Linked DNA regions of Mus musculus: regions 2 and 3 are each linked to region 1. The links are chromatin contacts, called in public promoter capture Hi-C maps. All regions are on one chromosome and are shown on one strand. Each heading gives the region's core, a stretch centred on a gene start, on an enhancer-like site or on the middle of the called end of the contact. The rest is flanking DNA. Distances are from core to core; before and after follow the strand shown. Region 1 holds the start of Plekhb1 (pleckstrin homology domain containing, family B (evectins) member 1). Region 2 holds the start of Pde2a (phosphodiesterase 2A, cGMP-stimulated). Region 3 overlaps Fchsd2 (FCH and double SH3 domains 2).

What was found. Promoter capture Hi-C pulls out the DNA fragments that hold promoters and counts their contacts. Capture Hi-C pulls out chosen DNA fragments and counts their contacts.
Region 2: a promoter capture Hi-C map of liver shows a contact between it and region 1, with 2.4 times the contacts expected there. The contact joins the promoter of Pde2a here to the promoter of Plekhb1 in region 1. A contact is called at or near these places in 2 of 39 promoter capture datasets (liver and pre-B cells) and 2 of 9 other capture datasets (adipose tissue and liver).
Region 3: a contact with region 1 is called in a promoter capture Hi-C map of neutrophils, with 6 times the contacts expected there. The contact joins the enhancer-like site here to the promoter of Plekhb1 in region 1. A contact is called at or near these places in 2 of 39 promoter capture datasets (liver and neutrophils), 2 of 115 datasets of contacts at active chromatin or transcription factors (large pre-B cells and microglia) and 3 of 9 other capture datasets (adipose tissue, liver and macrophages).

What each region holds. Positions count from the first base shown.
Region 1 is chr7:100,659,868-100,664,761 of GRCm38.p6, reverse strand. It overlaps Plekhb1 (pleckstrin homology domain containing, family B (evectins) member 1), which reads left to right and starts at 2,368. Exons shown (of 9, transcript NM_013746.3): 1 at 2,368-2,604; 2 at 2,770-2,843. The coding sequence starts at 2,826.
Region 2 is chr7:101,449,157-101,454,050 of GRCm38.p6, reverse strand. Pde2a (phosphodiesterase 2A, cGMP-stimulated) reads right to left here and starts at 2,799. Exons shown (of 30, transcript NM_001143849.2): 1 at 2,583-2,799. The coding sequence starts at 2,699.
Region 3 is chr7:101,211,485-101,216,378 of GRCm38.p6, reverse strand. All of the region lies in intron 8 of Fchsd2 (FCH and double SH3 domains 2), which reads right to left. Among named protein-coding and RNA genes, the nearest start is that of Gm50587, 45 kb to the left of the region's middle. Within about 2 kb of position 2,653, at least 48 of the 459 cell types and tissues checked have an H3K27ac peak or open chromatin away from gene starts, as enhancers often do.

The sequences.
Region 1 (4,894 bases), core at 1,119-3,618:
GTAGTGGTGGTGCATGCCTTTAATCCAAGAACTCGGGAGACAGAGGCAGACGGATCTCTGAGTTTGAGGCTAGCTTGGTCTTCAGAGTGAGTTCCAAGACAGTCAGGGCTACACAGAGAAACCCTGTCTGGAGAAAAGCAAAGTACAGACCCAACCAACCAACCAAACAATTCAGTATCTAGATCTGTGGTTTTGGTTTTCCCAGCTTCCTTCTTTTCCCTGTCTCTGCATCCTTCTTTATGAGGCTGATGGAGAATCTTTTCATTGAAGTTTGCACTGCTGTTGGAGAATCTTCCCTTTTCTTCTGGTTGCTAAATCCGGAGAGTGTAATCTGGGAGATGTTTGCACCGCCCCTCCCCCACCCCTCTGAGGAAGATGCTTAGCTGCCCATCTAAGGAGGGGAGGAGGAAGAACCAGAGAGGATTCTGGCGGGAGGTGGCAGGACCAAGGTTCAGACTCTGAGGCCAGCTTGCTTGGTTGTTTCCTCTCTCCTCCCTTCTCTCCCTGGCTTCCTTCAGTCCTTCTGCAATCAGCCTCCTGGATCCTCTCTGCTTCGCCCATATAGAAATCGTGGTTGACAAGGAGATACTCTCAAATGCTGGTCTCTGGCAGCTCTGAGTGTAGACAGGTGGGTGAGGCAGTAGGCGGGACCCTCTAGTGTCACAGTCTTGGATGCCTCTGGAATTGGGACACTTAGCCCTGTAAGTGTGACAGCATTAGTGAAGACTTAGGAAGTCAGGATTCCTCAGTCTATGGCTGCGACTGGCATTTCAGCTTTCAGGCAGACCTACTCACAAGGAATCCTCAGCCCTTGGTGGCGGTCAGCGTTACAGCTGACCGGCCCTAAAGACTTATTGGCTCCTTCCGCGACCGGGGCTAGTCTCAGTTCTCCTAGCTCTCTTGCCATCTCTCTGCCTCTGTCACCCTTCTTTCTGTCCTGACAGCTTTTCTTTAACTGTTAAGCACCTTGTCACCTTGCCACCTTCATGGCCAGTCTGTCAGTGCCACTCTTCTGTCCCTGCCGCTTCTTCTATCAGTTACCAGCTGACATGTACCACAGTAGGTAAGAAATTGCCCGGAGAAGCTTTCTATTAGGCCTAATGAGCAACACCAGAGAAGGAAGGTGTCTTTGGTGACTAAATGAGGCTGAGCAACCCACTTATACAGTCAGCGGCCTCGTGTTGGACCCATCTCCTCCTGACCGCTTTAATGCCAGTCACAGGCACGGAGGGAGGTTTGCTTTTGGAACAATCGATGCTTTGCTTCTGGAGAACAGTTACAGCAGTCCCTCTCTAGGCCACTAGAGGACGCGTGTCCCTCTCTAGTAGATGGAGACAGCTGGTCGCAGCCGGTTCACCTAGAGTTCACCAAGCCTAGTAATCCAAACCGCTGGAAACAGCCCAGGCTGAAGCTGCTTTCCGGAGTTGGCGTCATCAGCTGTTATCCTGCGCATCCCCGTGGCTGTTTGACTTAAAAGCCTTTTTTTTTTTTTCCTCAAGGTAACCAGAGCAGCAAAGGAGAATCTTCAGAGCTGCTAATGAGGGAGTCAGATCACCCTGCCCCCAAACCTCTGCGTATGTGCAGGAAAATGAACTTCAGGAGTATCTAGATGAGAATTTAACTGATCATTATCAACATAATAGCGACTATAGAAGTATTTTAGCGGCTTAACCTGCCAATATTCTCGGGAGAGATAGCTCCCTGTCTCCCTTCCTTCCTTCCCGTTCCTTTCCACTCTTCCCTCCTCCCTTCAACTTCCTTCTCTTTTTCTTCCATCTGTCTATTTCTTTTTTTGTTTTTGTTTTGTTTGTTTGTTTGTTTGTTTTTTGTTTTTCGAGACAGGGTTTCTCTTTATAGCCCTGGCTGTCCTGGAACTCACTTTGTAGACCAGGCTGGCCTCGAACTCAGAAATCCGCCTGCCTCTGCCTCCCGAGTGCTGGGATTAAAGGCATGTGCCACCACGCCCGGCTCTTGTTTTGTTTTTTGAGACAGGGTTTCTCTGTGTAGCCCTGGCTGTCCTGGAACTCACTCTGTAGACCAGGCTGGCCTCAAACTCAAATCCGCCTGCCTCTGCCTCCCAAGTGCTGGGGTTAAAGGCGTGCGCCACCACTGCCCGGCATCTGTCTCTTTCTCTCCTTCCTCCCATCCCGGTTATAGAAAGGAGAAAAATTAGTCAAAATTGGGTAGGGTTGAGACTTTCCAGAGACCAGAGAATGAGTTAAAGGCACAGAGATGAAAAACAGCGTAGTTTGAAAGATGCGGTTGCTGGGGCTGCTAAGAGGGGATGAGCTACTGGCTAATAGGATCTGTTGTGCTAAATCCCCCAGAGCACGCACAGCACGAAAGGGCTGAAGCACTGGGGTGGCTCTGGGTCAAGATTAAAGAGACCGGGGAGCCAAGAAGGGAGACTTAAGGAGCCAGGCCGCACAGCCACGACTGGGGAGATGGAGATGGACACAGCCTGCTAGGCCTCAGAATGAAAACTTAGCCCTGCCCTAAACTGGGCCAGAGAACCTGCCTTGCCCCATCTCCAGTCTCCTTTATTCCACCCTCCTCCCTACCCTATCTTGGAGACCTGGATCAACACCACCTCGGAATCACCAGGTGACTTGGCCAAAAACAGAAGGACAGAGGAGATCTCAGCCAGGAAAGCCCGGGAGGGGGCTGGAAAAGAGGGTGACTTTCTTTAGGACTGGTGCGGTCCCTCCCTACCTCTCCCTTCAGCGCCTGCTTGGTAGCTCTTTCCTGATCCCTTTATCTCTAAGGCAGAGTCAAGCCCCACTTCTGGAACCTTCTTGGGGATGCAGCTCTGACCATCAGGAACCATGAGCCCGGCAACCCCGGTAAGGACGAGTTTCTGGGGTAGGAAGAAGTAAGGGGGGGGCTTCCCAAATAGGTAATGCCCTGGTCTCTGGGATTCTCTGCTCCTGCAGAGGTGGGGAATGGACTGAGCTAGTCAAAGTAGCGACTGTGGAGGGTCGGATCCAGGGGACAGGACCATGTAACCCGCTAATCATATGACCTAACCCCCTGTTTTGACCGTATTTCCCCCAGGCAGTCACTATACACACGGTCCACTGCCTCCCAGTCCTTGTTCTAGCCTGGTACCCTCTGCAGCGCTATCCCTTGCCAACCCACATCTTCTCCCCAACCCCTCATTCATCTTCTAAGCCTACTAAAGACCTGGACTTTCCAGCAGTGCTTATGTGAGGTTCTTTGATCCACACTGGGGAAATGTTACTTCCCCTTCACGACCCCTCAGCTTCCTTGGGGAAGCCTTTCTGAACCCCTTGGGCAAAGAGCGACTTCCTCCTGGGTAAGCCACACTCTTTGCATTGGCTACTTTCACCTCCAGTCTCCTCCAGTAGACTGGTAGCTAGAGTTGTATTGGGAGGGCTCCATGCTGCGTTATAGCACTGTGGTGCTTTACAGAGCTAGAGAACGCTAACATCCGAAACCGGGATGGAGCCTGGCTTCTCTCTGCACTCTGTGTGTGTGTGTGTGTGTGTGTGTGTGTGTGTGTGTGTGTGTGTTGTGATGTGTAGTTTGTTTGAAGAGTTGTTTGTGAAGTGGTAGTGAGGAATCTAATATATAGCCCAGTCTGGCTTTACTATGTAGCCAAGGCTAGTCTGTGATTTCCCAGTCCTGCTGTGTCAGCCTCCCAAATATGGTCCACCCCACTCTGTTTTTTTTTTTTTTTCCTACTCAGGCATAATTTCCACTTATTTTTGTTTCCAGAGAGTATTATTTTCTTCAGTCTGTAAAGGACTTGGGTTCTTTACATAGGACTAGCCTTGGGGTGGGGGGGGGGATACGGCTACAGGGCTGGGACAAGGATGTTCAGTCTGTTGGGGTTCATGTAAGTGTTTCCTTTCTAGTTGTTCACTGAGAAGGAATAGAGCTTCATATACAATTTGGAAGCACAAAGTTGCTGAATAGGATCAGAAATGTCTCTGGCAACTGTGGGTGTGGCCACTCTTACATTTTGAATAACAAACTTTTGTTATTGTTGGTTTGTTTGGTTTTTTTGAGACAGCATTTCTCTATGTAGCCCTAGCTGGCTATATAGGAACTGACTCTGTAGAACAGGCTGGCTTTGAACTCATAGATCCACCTGCCTCCGCCTCCTGAGTGCTGGGATTAAAGGCATGCACTACCATGCCTAGCTTATTTTTTTTCTTTTCTTAATGTATATGAGTGATCTGTCTTCATGCACATCAAAAGAGAATTATATCCCATTACAGATGGCTGTGAGCCACTATGTCATTGCTGGGAATTGAACTTAGGACCTCTGGAGGAGCAGTCAGTGCTCTGAACTTCTATTTCTCCAGCCCCCTGAAAGCAAACTTCTAAAAATTAAAATGACATTTATCTCTATATGTGCATGGATGTGCACAGGTATAACCCTACACTTGTGGAGGTCAGAGACAACTTTTTGTCTCTCCTTCCTCTTGGTGGGTCCTAGGGATATAATTCAGGTCATCAGATTTGGTGGCAGGCACCTTTGCCTGATGAGCCATCTTGATGGCCCAGAGAAATGTTTTATTATTATTATTATCATCATTATTATTGGGATACTTGCTGTGTAGCCCAGGCTGGCCTTGAATTCCTGGGCTCTCCTGGTCCTGAAGCATCCTTTAGACCAGTGGTTCTCAACCTGTGGGTCACGACCCTTTTGGGGGTTGCATATCAGACATTTACATTACCATTCATAGCAGTAGCAAAAATACAGTTGTGAAGTAGTAACTAAATAGTTTTATGGTTGGGGTCACCACAATGTGAGGACCTGTACCGAAGGCTCACAGCATTTGAAGGTTGAGACTCATTGCTAGACTGAGACTCTAAAGTAGCTGTGGCTTCAGGCCAGCCACCTGCTCAGTGGAAATTGGCTTTT
Region 2 (4,894 bases), core at 1,550-4,049, 790 kb before region 1:
ACGTGTATCCTCTCCCCACCCTCTAAAACCTGGCCCCAAACACGGGACAAGCTAAGAGGAAAAGAACAAAGGTTCCCTGACCACAACATCACCCGCCGCCCGCCTGTCCAGCGCCTGCTCAGCAGGAAACTCAAGACAAAGGCTTTGGTCAAAGTGAGAAGGATGAAGGGCAAAGGCTAGGGGCAGCCTGGGTTGGGAGGGCAGGCGAGGGCATCTCTAGGGACTTGATTAGAAGGAAAGCAAGGACAGGAAGGCAGCCAAGCCTGCCTTGCACATATACGTCACTCCACAAACATTTATGGGGCACCTGCTGAATTCACACATGGCCAAACATAATATACCTCTTTTCTCAGGCCACACACCTTATGCACACACTCCACTGCCCAGACCTCAGCCCTGCCCCAAGGCATCCCTAACTCATCCTAACTCACTGTCCATGCCCCACACTCTCCTCATCACATGCCAACAGCTCCCAGGGAGAAAAGATCACAGAACCCACACCTCACACTGAAAAAGTCACAAGGCTCACACCCACACCCACACTTCACACCACACTCAGACTCCATCTCCCACCGTGCACCTCACACACCTCACACTCACCTTCCTAGCCACAGATGCACGCACCCAACTAAACACACACATGCATGCGCACACACCACTCAGACACAGAAGCACATGTGCAGACATATTCTGCATAATTTGCATGCTTAATGTCAGACCAAAATATCACCCATTTGTAGACACACAAAGTCCTTCAGTCTGGAAACTGCTTTCTCCTGCCCACCCTCCAACCTGGTCAACCAGCTGCTGAGCGAACCGGACCCTGGGTTTTGGCTGCACCCGGTCTCATCCATAGTTGCACGAACAGTCACCACAGGCACATAGCACACAAACACTAACACACAGGCGTCCAAATATTTTCTCCAAGCAAACCCAGGATGTACCATAGTGACCCTAAGCTACCCAGGAGGCTAGAAGCACAGCCAGACATAAACCTCCACTCCTCTCTCACAGGACATCCATTCGAAACCAACAGGCCCATACTAGGACTCATTCTGACCACATACTGCAGAGAAATAGCATGTATAGCCACTTATTCAGTCTTCAACATGCAAGCTGTCCCTATAGCATCACAATGCCATGACAGACACAACTACATGCACACACCACAGTCACTCGCTGTGCTACAACTCCCACCCACGATCCTGCCACTGTAGTCACACAGAGCATGTAACACCACAGACTCACAATCTCCATACTGTCATCTCCCCATGCTAAATCTCACTCAAATGATGTGATTATACATAGCACAACATATATGATTACACACAAGGCACACTCAACACATGCTATGTACACAGGAACCCTCACATAAGCACATATACCCCAGACTCACCCATCCCTCACTACAGGTGAAGGACATTTACCCCCTCTCTCTATCCCCAAACCCAACTGCCCCAGTCACTACCAGGACAGCTGGGATAAGGAGATATCATGTATAAGTTATAAATACCAGTGTCCCACCTCACGATCCCTACCCACCATATATTTTGGGCACCCTGAGGGCAACGTTCTCCATGTTTAAGCCCTTGGACTTGAGTCCATCCTATGCCATACCTGAGAACACAGGCACAGGTGGAGGTCCTAGAGGCTCCAGCCCTGTCTTCTGAGCCGGTTCCCCCACGACCCAAAGTAGAGGCAGACATGTAGGGAAGGCATGGTCACAGAAAGACCCTAGCACAAAGATAGAGACCTACAGAAACTGAAGGGCTGAACAGACCAGGAGAGGTAGGCAGCCTGGAGCAACACACTAAACAAGAGAACAGCAGAGGGGCCAAAGGATGATGCACTCAGAAATTTGGGAACTGGAAGAATGATATGGGACTATCACATCTAGAGGCTGGGAGGCAACAGGAGGAGACTGGAGGTCTGTGTAAAAGATGAGGACTGGGAGGGGGCAGTCTGGCAGAGGAGAAGAGAGAATCTGGGTTTTAAAAGGGGGTTGGACCCTTGGGTTGGGTGGAAGATGGTGACTAGAATCTAGATGATTAGTAAGGATGGGGAGTAAGACTTTATAAAATAGAAGATAGAGGTTTGGGGGTGAGGTCCTACTTATGAGGTAAAGTTCTCTGCAGCCAGGGGCTTAGGGGATATGGGTGTGCCTGGAATCTGATATGTACAGTAGAGAGCCAGAGGTTTGAGAGGGGAGTGGGACTAACCTGGGAGGAGGGAACTCCGGGTTTATACAGAGCTGTTAATGTGGCTGAGGGGGGCAACGAGGATTAGGACTTCGGGGCTTGGGATGGAGGAGTTCTAGATGCGAAGCAGAGTCAGAATCTGGAGGGGCATTTGAACTATGAGCCGAAGAATCAAGGACCCCCTCTGGGTATGGCTGCAGTCCCATTCAGTACAAGACGGGTTCCAAACTAAGGGAAGGGTCCCCTCTTAAAGGAAGGTTCAGGAGAGAGTAGACCGTGGGGCAGACGACTGCAAGCTCTTCAGAAGACCGGGCCCTCACCGGGCTCTCCCTGGACACCCGCTTCTCCCTGTTACCCAGAATGGGGGGGGGGGGGGCCTCCTACCTGCAGGCTGTCGGCGCATGGCTGCGGCGGCGGCTCGTCCGGCTTGAGGAAGACCTGCTGGCCCCGCCTGAGGAATTGGACAACAGCGATGAGGATGTGGTGCAACACCAGGACCATGCTCGCAGCCGCCCGCCCGCCCCTCCAGCCCGGCCCGCTGCACTCGGTCAGCGCGTCCGCAACAGCTTCGCCGGTCCGCGCGAGGGTCCGCCCTGGTCCCGCCCCGCCCCCGCCCCCGTCCCGCCCCAGGCCTCCAGGCCCCGCCTACGTTTCTGCTACCGGGGACAGCACTTCAACGCCTTCCAAAGATCGGACCCCACCCGATCCCGGCCGGCTTGCTCCCTGCCAGGCCTTCACCCTCTCAAGTCTCCTGCAGCGGGTCGGCTACGAGGGCTCCCACTCCTCGGTCGCCTCTCAGCCTTCGCTGCCTTCCGCTTATCCCATTGTCACTCCTCCTATGTGGTAGGGCCCCTCCCAGAGTCCCGCGCACTGTCGCACCACATTCTCTCCCCATCACTTGGACTTCAGTAGCCCGGCCAGAACCCCGAGGCCGAGTCCAGCGCAGTGCGGGGAGAGGGGCCGCGGCCACAGTCCGGGAGCCCCGAGGTCCTTTCACTCCTTCCAGTACAGAGGGTAGAGGAAAGTGAGGGAGAAATTTAGAGGTCGCTCCAAAATGGGACGAGCCCTGAAGCGGTAGCAGATCTGTGAAGGAGACACGTGCGCCCTGACACACACAGGCGCACCGTTCCCAAATGTGGGGTGAGAGCACTGGGTTCCTAAGGCTACCAGATAGGCCTTCATCGGCGTCCCAGGAGGCTGAAAAGGGTGCAAGCCCCAGGGCCATCTAGTCCGCAGTTCCGCGGTGGGACCCCGAGAGCTGGGAGCGCATTTCTCTGCAGAGCCGCCTCTGTGCTCAGGCACTTGCAGCAGCCGTGACGCTCCTGCGCCCCCTGGTGTTCTATCGCAAAGGTGCACCCTGACCCCAGTAGGGGATGGCTGGAGGGATGAGGGGACATTTGTGTAACTTGGGTCAAACCCCTTGCCTGGACCAACCTGTTTTCTAGCCTCTGCTTGCTATAAGATGGGCTAAGGCACAGGACGAGTCTATATCAAATGGTGAATTTGGGTCTTCCTGGATTTTGCCAGTGTAACTTTAGCTTGATCCCCTTCCCATTGGGTGTCAGTTGTCCCACAGGGCTGCCAGAAGACAAAAACTTGGAATGATGGTGAGACAGACAGACTCCTGACAGCCCTCACTGTGACTTTCCCTGGTTCTCCTTTCTGCGCTACTGCCCCTCTTCCTGTACTTCCCTCTCCCCCCAGCCCTTGGAAGGTGACTCAGTGAGCCCCCTGCTCCTTGCCTCATAGATGTGATTCATTTGGGCCCTTTCCCCCTGGGGAGCAATTTCCCCAGTGTTGAGTCACTGAGCCCAGTGCTGGACACGGTCCCAGCACCTGGCACAGGCTTGGAAGTGTCCTAGCTGTCCCAGTAGCTCAAGGGGTGATCTTCCACACAAGGATTTTTCCCCCTCCTAGCTGAGCTTACAGCTTCCAGTGCTCAAACATCCTTAGTGGGGGTCTCTACCACGAGCACCATAAAACCTAAATCTCTCACTTGGCATTACAGACCTTCCACAGTTCAACCCTGATTATTGACCAGCTCTGACAACCCCCATCCCTTGTTTTTATACAGCCCTTTTCTTTTAGACAGCAGCTGCCTCATTCTTGCCTCCTGGTCTGTCATGGTGCCACCCTGTCACCTGCTAACCATTCAAGAGCAACTCAGAGGCCATCTGCTCCAAGACCCCTTTTCTGGATTCCACATCAGTGATCTAGGGGGGGCCTTTTTGTATCCTTCCTGGGAGTCATGTCTGGAGATGGGATCTAAGCCAATTGCTGCTGCTTCTTCTTCCTCTTCTTCTTCCTCTTCTTCTTTCTTCTTCTTCTTTCTTCTTCTTCCTCCTCCTCCTCATCCTCCTCCTCTTCTTCTTCCTCCTCTTCCCCTTCCTCCTCCTCCTCCTCTTCTTCTTCTCCTCCTCCTCCTTCTTCCTTCTTCCTTCTTCTTCCTCTTCTTCTTCTTTTCTTCTTTCTTCTTTCTTCTTTCTTCTTCTTCCTCTTCCTCTTCCTCTTCCTCTTCCTCTTCCTCTTCCTCTTCCTCTTCCTCTTCCTCTTCCTCTTCCTCCTCCTCCTCCTCCTCCTCCTCCTCTTCTTCTTCTTCTTCTTCTTCTTCTTCTTCTTCTTCTTCTTCTTCTTCTTCTTCTTCTTCTTCTTCTTCTTCTTCGTTTTTTGAAACAGGGTTTCTCTGTGTAGCTCTG
Region 3 (4,894 bases), core at 1,404-3,903, 550 kb before region 1:
GAAGACCAGAGATCAATCGAGCTCGCTCGCTCACACGCTCTCTCTCTCTCTCTCTCTCTGTGTGTGAGTGTGTGTGTGTGTGTGTGAAGACAAGGTCTCCAGGCAGCTCAACTCTTGAGTTTCCTGACTCCACTTCCCAAATGCACCAACATACACAGCTTCAAATTCTTATTTTTTGGACCCCCCCCATTTTGTCTTTTCATTTTCTTCATAGCTGTAAATTTAGCAACACCTCTCCCCCTCATTTGAGTATGGTTCTGGTGATATTTAAGAGAGCACTGCCTATGGCCATATGGACTTACACTTTGCTCCCTAAGAGTTTTGCAGTTTTAGCATTGACCTTTAAGTCTCTAGTTCATTTTAAATTAATTTCTATACATGGCAGCAATGGTTTAATAATTTTCTGTGCACGTGGATATTCAGCTGTGACCAGTACCACCTGCTCAAAGACATTCTTTCTTCCTCTGAATGGCTTTAGTATTTTGTCAAAAATCTACTAACCATCAACTACTCTTTTGCATTTCTCTTTTTAAAATCATATTTGTATTTTTTATTCTTAGGTGCTTTTATTTTTCATATTAACTTCTACGTTATCATGTGACTAGTGACTTGTCAGATATTCAGAAGTGGTAGTTGTGGCAGAAACTGTTCTTCCTTCCCTCCTGGGTATATGATAAGACTGCAATTCCTAGACTCTTCTGCTATTGCTAGGTATGGCCATGTCACTAAGCTTTCTTTTTATAACTTGAGTGGAGTAATTAATGCATGCGACTTTGTAGACTAGATCTCAGGAAAATAGGTGTGTCTACTCCATGATCTCATTCTCTTACTCACTGGCTATAATCCAAATAAGTGAGTCCTTAATGTTGGTCAGGCCAATGATGAGAGTTAAACAATGGAGCTGTCCTGGTACCTTCATCCTTGGATAACTTCAGAAAGTAGAACCTATTTATTAACCCTAAACTACTGTATGAGAAGTATTATCTTGTAGGAACCATCATAATTTGGAGTCTCTCTAGTTTAGTCATTTAGTCTTTATCCCAACTAATATAAACTTAGTATGTTTCAGTAGAATACTGCTGTAACAGAAGACTAACAGAAGTGGTATCTGCTGAGTGGTAGTGTAGAAAGCAGCAAGGAGATGTGCTGCAAGACTGGGAAGCAGGCCAGGATTATAAACCTTGTGTTTTAGGGCAGCATCTCTAACCCTCCTGTCTGCTAGGACCCTCACCTAGATGTAAAGCACAAGACTTAATGTAAAGCATTTAGCTCAATTGTCACGTATTGTTACTGTCATGCATTTTTAAAAACTGAGTTTGTTGTGGCTAAGAGATGGCTCAAAGGTTGAGTGCTTGCTGCTCTTGCAGAGGACCAGAGTTAGGTTCCCAGCACCTCCATCAGGCAGGCAATTCACAAGTCTGTGACTCTAATTCCCAGAGGATCTGATTCCCTCTAGCCTTCGTGGGCACCTACATGTACATGGTGCACATAAATTCATATAGGTGTGCGTGTGCGTGTGTGTACTTGAGGGAGGGTGTTAAAATTTGGAATTGTTAAATCTATTACTATTTTTCCATGTATCACTTGTCTTTGCTTTAAAATCACACTCTAACACTCACTAAGCTTGGATAAATATTCACTCATATTTTTGTCTATTTTTCACAAATATACTATCAAATATAGGCTGGTATGCTGTAAAAAGCCCTTTTATTTTTTACATTTTTTATTGGTTATTTTATGTATTGACATTTCAAATGTTATCCTCCTTCCCAGTTTCTCCACCACAAACCCCTATCCTCTCCCCCATCCCCCTGCCTTTATGAGGGAGCTCCTCCATCTGCCCACCCACTCCTGCCTCATTGCCCTAGCATTCCCCTACCCTGGGTCATTGAGCCTCCACTGGACAAAGGGGCTCCCCTCCCAGTGATGCCCGATAAGGCAGTCCTCTTCTACATATCCAGCTGGAGCCATGGGTCCCTGGTGTGTACTCTTTGGTTAAAAAGCACTTTTTAAGAGTCTAAACATTCTATCTTTCATAATCTTTCACTTTTCCACTGACTTGAAGTCTATTTTCAGTCTTATAAATTCTAAATATCTAGCTGCAATTAATCATGGCTTAAGAGGAAATGAGGCAAACCCAGTATAGCAGATAAAATTCCCTTTTCCGTGCAGCTGATGGAAAAAAAATCCTAGCTGACAAAAATCACACACACACACACACACACAAAAACCCCATATGCTTCCTTCACTTAAAAAACAAACTTCTGAATTTACACTCTCAACAGGTACAGTTTAGAAGAGTTCTATTCGGGGTAAGAACAACAACAAAAAAAACCTCCCCAGTTTCCTGGTACATTTGCATATTTTACCAAAGGCTAGGAGGAGGAAGAGCACCAAAAGTGTCCTCTGGAAACTCCCCATGAACCACAACTGTATTGGTCCTGCTTGGTCACTCAAGACAAAGCAAACACTCTCTATTTTAGTGCTAGAAAGATAAATAAGGTCTCTAAGGGGAAAGCTAATATTAGTTTTCACTGGTTCAGAGTAGAAACTATTGTAATCTTGTTCTCTTTTTCTTAAGATTTATTTATGTTATTTTATATGTATGAATGTTTTGCTCACATGTATGTCTATGCACCACTCATATGCCTGGTGCCTGTGAGATCAGAAGGAGGTGTCAGATCCTCTGTGAGTTACAGATGGTTGTGAGGTACCATGTGGGTGTTGGGAATTGAACCCTGGTTCTCTGTAAGAACAAAGCTCTTACCTGCTGATCTATTTCTGTCGCCCTCTCTTGTTCCTTACTTATACCCTCATCTTTACTTTGAAGTGATAAATTAACTAAGAAATGTAAGAAGTTACTTCTGAGACACTGAGTTTCATTAGTAAGATGATGAAAGGTAAAAAGAAAAATGTGTATCTGAAGAACCCCTCTACTGCAATTTATGCACAGGGTATTGCTAGCCACAGTTCTGCAGATGGGTAAAGAAGATCTCACCAGTTCACAAGCAGAGTGAAATGATCAGTGTACTTTGGAGGAGGGCTCCTGTAGCAAAACAATGCATACATACATAGTTATTTGAATTCAGAATTTTGAAACAAGGTCTCATATGGTAACACATGCTGGCCTTGAAACCAAAGTGATTCTTGTCTTAGTCACCCTGAACATCCATGTGCTTATATTGCAAGGTTGAACTGATACACCTGGCATGACTTCTTCCTATGGTCAAGAGTTCACCTTATCTAAAGCCTTAGATGTCTCGATGTAAACACAACTACTCTTCTACTTGTTTTACATGAAATTTCAAAACTTGTGTTACTAAAAGTGGAAAGGGCAAGAGGAACTTATGTATTGGTGTCTCAATAGAAGTTGAAACAAAGAAGGTACTAGATAGTAAGAAAATTAATGTGCTAGAAGACACAAGATAGTTCTCGGTCAGAAAGGCTATTAGGAAGGAAATTCTTTGAGACATGATGCAGAGAAGACCTAACATGCCCAGAAACTAGGGCAGCAAGCAAACCCCAGATCTTAGTGTTCCACATACTTCTCAATTCCATTAATAGCTTGTGTTAAGATCTCTAATCTCAAATTCAATTTTATTTTAAGACAGGGTCTCTCTATTTAACCCTTGGCTGTCCTAGAACTCACTATATTGGCCAGGCTAGCCGGGAACTCATAGAAATCAGCCTGCCTCTGCCTTCCACTATAGAGTGCTGGGATTAAAGCTGCACAACACCATGCCCAGCTCAAATTAAAATTTTAAAGCATCTGAACTTGGAAAGCTAACTCCTCTCAATAACATCAGCTTTGAGCTTATGTGATACTAAATCTTCTTGTAACTGAGTAAAACGCCTCATTTATAGCTATATGAAAGATAATATGCTATAATAACAAAGCCAGCATGGTACTGGCACAAAACAGACATAAAGCAATAGAACAGAATGGAGGACCCAGAAATAAACCCACACATTAATAAGCACCCATCTTAGACAAATCATCATAAATACTCATTGGAAATGAAGGAATTTAACAAATGGTCCTTTGAAAACTAGGTGTCCACATATAAGAGCGAAACTAGATCCTTAATCTGACCAAAAATCAATTCAAAATGGAGCCAAATATGGAACCAGACTAAAAAGCTGAATGAATAAAAAGATGCTATAAAAATGAATACTTACATGAACAATGGGATTTTATTAAGCTGTAAAGAAGAATGTAATGATGACTTTTGCATGAAAATGGATGGAACCAGAGATTATGTTAAGTAAAATAAACCAGACTCAGAATAACAAACACTGCATTTTTCATCTGTAGAATCTAGATTAAATTTACATGGGCACAACATGCACCTCTGACCCCACACACACATGACATAAATGTAGAAAGAGAATTATAAAAGAAGAGGAAAGGATCTAAACTGGAAGAGGTTGGTGAAGGGCAAATAACTAAGTATAACAGTGAGTATGAGTCTGAGTGTGTGAAAATGTCACTGTGAAAATTATCATGCCATATACTATAAGAATAAAATAATGCTACCATATCACTAAATAAATTTCATCCAAATTAACTTACTAAACTTGAAACAAAAATATGTCTCACTTAAAATTTTAACTAAAGGGGCTGGAGAGATGGCTCAGTGGTTAAGAGCACTAACTGCTCTTCCGAAGGTCCTGAGTTCAAATCCCAGCAACCACATGATGGCTCACAACCATCCGTAACAAGATCTGACAGCCTCTTCTGGAGTGTCTGAAGGCAGCTACAGTGTACTTACATATAATAAATAAATAAATCTTAAAAAAATTTTTTTTAACTAAACATAAAATTCACTTATTATATCTGGTCCTTAAGTGAAACCTGTTTGCCATGTCCCTTTTTTTTTAAAAGTTACAACTC